Linked DNA regions of Hordeum vulgare: region 2 is linked to region 1. Evidence: chromatin contacts called from public Hi-C data. All regions are on one chromosome and are shown on one strand. The core of a region is the stretch at or near the end of the contact, and the rest is flanking DNA. Distances in the headings are between cores, read along the strand shown. Region 1 holds the start of LOC123426571 (poly(A) polymerase I). Region 2 has its middle 17 kb from the start of LOC123426573.

The links. Hi-C and Micro-C count contacts between places; a contact is called where the count stands out from the background.
Region 2: a contact with region 1 is called in a Hi-C map of leaf, with 4 times the contacts expected there. The contact joins the enhancer-like site here to the promoter of LOC123426571 in region 1. A contact is called at or near these places in 2 of 6 Hi-C or Micro-C datasets (leaf and seedling).

What each region holds. Positions count from the first base shown.
Region 1 is chr2H:441,145,850-441,148,485 of MorexV3_pseudomolecules_assembly, forward strand. LOC123426571 (poly(A) polymerase I) reads right to left here and starts at 1,316. Exons shown (of 13, transcript XM_045110430.1): 1 at 1,055-1,316; 2 at 849-959. The coding sequence starts at 1,238.
Region 2 is chr2H:441,614,259-441,616,894 of MorexV3_pseudomolecules_assembly, forward strand. No RefSeq gene overlaps it. Among protein-coding and RNA genes, the nearest start is that of LOC123426573, 17 kb to the right of the region's middle. Within about 2 kb of position 1,288, at least 3 of the 3 cell types and tissues checked have open chromatin away from gene starts, as enhancers often do. A contact at or near this core is called in leaf and seedling, where this site is marked.

The DNA of each region.
Region 1 (2,636 bases), core at 66-2,565:
TACCATCAATAATATAATACTCCCTCCATTCACAAATATAAGATGTTTTGGATATTTCAATGTGGACTACATACGGACTGAAATGAGTGAAAACACACACTAAAATGCCTTTAAATACATCCGAATCAGAAAAAAGTTAGAACATCTTATAATAGTGAATGGAGGGAGTAGTTCGTAGCTACCTAACACGAAGGAATTGAACTTCCTTACTGAATAGTGGAACAATAAAACCACATACATTTCTTACCCATTTGATACCATCACCATCATGCCTCCTTTGGTTTACAACAATTTTGTAGGAATTCTAAAGGATCGGAATTTTGGAGGAAAAAATTCTTTTGGGCCCTTTGTTTTGTAGGAATAGAACCCTATTCCTGTATAGGAGACAGGAACAAATCCTTTGCAATTCGAAGGAAAAAAACATTGTCCTATGAACCAATTGACATCTCTTTCACTATAGGATTTGAGATACATCTATCTCACTTCTTATGGTTTTCCTATTCCGATGAAATTCTTATCCTATGAACCAAAGGAGGCCTCAACTGGTAATGCAAGCATTTCATGTGGAAAAATAAAAGAATGCTGCAATTTACTAGTTGTACATGTTCTTTTATCAGAAGATACAAACGCTAAACCATGATATTACCAATAGCTGTGAAGGAACAAACTTTCAGCTAAAAGATTCACTTTAGGGCTAAAAAGAAATCCTTCAATAAGTTTATCAGAGGCTTCCCATAAACTCAAGACAGATAACATTCGTCTCTCCTCAAGAAAGGAAGAAAGACAAGAATCATAATGACAATTTAGTGTTTCCACGATAACAATCAAGCCAACAAAAAGGGGCACACCTCTGCTACGGAGACGGTGGAGGACGTTCCATGCCTCGTCGGGAATCATGGACTCCTTGTACCCGAACCGCTTCGCGCTGACCTGCTTCCATTCCGGCCCGTCCGCGTCGCCTGAACAGACCACGGCCCGTTCGGGGGTGTAAGTGAAATCACAGTGTGTCACCATCAGACCAGCGGAGAATACGCAAGAAGAGGTGCAAGCTTACCGGCGGAGGCGGTCGAGGGGTTGGAGTCGGAGGGCGAGGGGGAAGGGGAAGGAGACGGGCCGCGGCGGCGTCGGCGAGGGGAAGCGAGCGCGGCGAGGGGGGAAGGAGCGAGGCGGCTGGGCCGGGAGAGCGCGCCGAGACCGGTGGTGGCGGCGAAGCGCAGCTCCGGCGAGCGAAGCGCCATTCCGATAGAGGCGGCGGCGCACGCCAGGGGACGCGCGGCGAGGGGGATGGGATAGCAAACAGACGAGACGAATATGCGGTGCGATGGAGTGCCTCTCGCGGAGGAGCTGATAGACAAAGCCAGCCCACTCGCGGGCCGTAGCCAATAGGCCGTGGATCTTCACCGATAAGTGGGCTCGCCAAGCCTGCACGGGACAAAATCACCTGTTCTGACCCACCTGATAAAAATATTACATACAATAAACTCGTTGGAAAAGAATTTCACGTTTTGACCCTTTTAGAAACGTCAGAACCCGTGGTTTTTCTGGTCAACTAAGAACCGTCATACTAGTTTATGTTTGTACACTTCTGCAACGCCATATTAGTTTGTGTTCATGTTGGCGTCCAACGCCAGCCAGCGTGACGTTTTTATGTTGGGGTGCAACGCGATCATCATGGCATTTCTGTATGAGATATTTATTAAAGCCCCACCCTCCCCCACCAGGTCACCATTCCACTCACTCTCTTCTCCCCACCTCTCCCCCAAGTTGCAGCCCCTTATTTCACCTTTTCTCCCCCATTTGTCCCCTCTCAAATCCTTCCAAAAGAATTAATTTGGTCCATGGATCTGGTGTCATTTTCATTGCTTGAGGTAATCTCCTTCATCTCCCAAATTTTGATTGGTTGGATTTGTGTATTTTGGTGGTTTTTTGCTCATGTGTTTTCTAACCCTAGTTTTGAATATTGTTCCAAAATGTGATGTTCTTAGTGTATACTAATGATTATAGTTGTTTCAATAATGTTGCATTGTATTGGTTGGGTTATGCTTATTGTTGAGAATTATGGTTAGGGTTAGGGTTAGGGTAATGCTTAATTTAGATGGACATAGATGTTTCTTAGTTGTTTTGTTAGAAATGTGGTGTACTTAGCATTGGTACTTTTGTTACTTTTTTAGATTAATAAGATTGTGAATATTCATTATGTTGACAAAGAGGCATTCATGAATGTTGATATTGTTGACAATTATGAGAAAGAGTTGATATTTCTTAAGAGTCCTGCTTATGAAGAGGTTGTGGAAGAAACACGGATAAGATTGAAGTGGGTTGATCCAAGTGACCAAGTTGAATTATTAGGAAGATATGATGTTGGGTCGGCACACAAGTGTCGAATGAAGACAATGCGTATCAAGTCCAATTTGCATCGGTTTACATACAAGGAGGTTGTTGCATCCTCGATAGTCAAGTCACCCAAAGTGTTTGCAAGTAAGGTGGTCAGGGCTCCTCTTTTGCACGTTGACTTGAACCAACCCTTAGTACATGATTTGAGCCCGATTAGTAGTGTGCCACCTACTGTTGAGCATAAAGTTGAAGTGGAAGTCAATGAGTATCCCCAATATGAGTTCGGAGGTAGTGCACCGATC
Region 2 (2,636 bases), core at 38-2,537, 470 kb after region 1:
TCTCGCAGAGGAAAATATGTTCCTTCACGAGAAGCATAACTGTCATGCTTTTCGTGAAAGTACATGTTGTGCTTTTCACTTTTTCGGAAAGCACAACTGTAATTATGCAGACTGTGCTTCTTACGGCAAAACACTACATTCCGAAGAAACAATTTTTCAAAATCTAGAGAAAAAAGTAAAAAAAAAACAAAAAAGCTGAAAAAACAAACTCATTAAAACCCAAAACACACCTAGAGAAATAAAAAGAAAACGAAATTCAAAGATAGCGTCCATCATGTGGCACGTGGCTGTGGCTGGGCAGACAACTTGGCCCACTCTCAGACCAAAAAGGTGACCCTTACGGGAGCTCGGGAATAAATAACTCATATTTTTTGGGCAAAATAAATAGGCATATCTTATTTGACGCCACAGGCGTGCATTTTTATTAACTGATGCTTGTGACATTCCCAAGTGGGCCGGCCATCTTGTCGCCGGTTGATGCTTTTTTCTTGAAAATTCTGTGAACTCTTTTACATATCGAATAACTTTTTTAAAATTTCAGCGAATATTTTTTAAGATTTATGAACTTTTCTCTGAAAATCGATGAACCTTTTCTAAAATACTAAAATTTAATAAACATTTTTGAATATCAATGATTTTTTTTAAATTTGATTAACATCTTTTCGAAAAAGGATGAATATTTATCAAAATTGATGAACTTTTTTAAGATTTATAAACTTTTAAAGTTCAATGAACGTTTTTGAAAAATACATGAACTTTTTTAATTTCTATGAACTTTTTTCAAATTTAATGAACTTTTTGAAAGTTTAATGAATGTGTTCCAAATTGGATGAAATTTTTATTCAATTTCAATGAGTTTTTTTTCAAATTGATGAACTTTTTTGAAGTTGATGAACCTTTTTGAAGATATGAGATTTTTTTCAAATGAATGAACCTTTTTGTTTAAATCTAGAAACCTTTTTTTATTTCATATTTTTATTTTCATAAGAAATAGAAAATCAGGGCGTTTTTTTTTCTACTGGATTAACAAAAGAAAATTGATAAAAAAAAACTGGACAGCATGCTAGTGGGCAGGCCCATGCGAGCGATGCTGCAGGCGCCGGATCGTTAATGGATGCCTGCTGCGCTGCATAGGAGTTTTCCAATAAATAACACTTAATTAGTTGTCTCCATATATCATTCGCCGGAAAATAACAGGGTAACGAGTGGGTTGCACAAGCGGAAGTGGCTTACAAGGCCACCCCACCGGAAAACTCTCTCCTCTGCCCTACCAAAGAAGCCCATCATTTCTCTCTCAAAAGAAAAAAAGCAAGCAAGCCCATCATGTTTCTTCAGAGACTGCAGGGCTTGCAATAGTACCGACCCGTACTGCAAAATTGCATCCCCGCAAAAAAGAAAAAAAAACTGCATCTTTTTTTCAGAATTAAATCTGTGCAGCTTTCAGCATTGGCATATCATTTACCTTTCGACACCGGCACATCGTAACATTTCCTATGATTGTATTAGTATCAAACCGTGATGTTACGTAAGTACAGTTTTTTTCATGACAAGTCTACTACGTACTGCTTTGAGGTTATCATCGTATTTTTATATATTATGAACCAAATTCTGAAATGCTTGAAACAAAGGGAGCGGAGGATATGAATTGCTTCGGACCACAGACTGTGATTGTGTATATGATACTCCTTCTTGCCAGTTTAGCTTAACTTACTTTTGTTCTCTTGCTTACCATTCTGCACTGTTTTTGTAGCTCTACTTAAGGCCTTCTTTAATTTGGCGTCCCTCTTCTACAAATACAATATGACACACGCTTTGGGTCGTGTTCGAGAAAAAGAGCGGCGTCCTAAAGCAAAGCACCGAATACAGACGTAGAACTGAATGATGAAAGATATGAGACATTCCTTTTCTTTCCAACAAAAGGACTTCTTCCTGATACCTTCTCCTTTCTTTTCCATTCCTTTTTGTTAATGTTTTTTTTCGGTTTAGAAGCTTTTAGTATTGTATAAGACTTTTCCTCTATCACTCGATCATTTAGAGACTTTTAGTATGCAAAAAAACATGCACGACGTGCTGTCGTTTTAGCTCTCTAGTGACATGCGTGGATTATTGCGTACAGCGCCTCTGCAACAGTATGGGAGTTAGTCTGTCAGCATCCTGATATATGCTATCATGGTTTGATGGCTTTGCCATCTCCTGTTTCCCCGCACCTGTCCAGAGTTCAGGTGAATTCCAGCCTGGTTTATCTCTGGCCCCGTGGCCTTCAGTTTTACAAACAAGCAGCAACTTTGAGCCACAAAACTTGAGTCAAACTAACTCCCTGTCAATCACCGCCTTGCTAAAAGATGATTATGTTGAAGCAAAGTGCGACAAGTCAATACTATCTGATTTGTTCCTTTGGATATGTAGATAGATGATTATGTTGAAGCATTCAGCAACTTGCAATTCAGTTCTTGTTACTCAAGCAGTGTGAGGTTCACTAGTGCGTGCTAGACTGTAAATGGCAATGCTTTTACATCAAGTGCTTTTTGGTTTTCCAGCCTTTAAAGCAAGTATTCGATGATGAAATGCACACATGATGCTTCCCCAGTATGCTCTTGGGTCTTGACCATTGCATGGATTCCAAGCAAGCTGCAGTG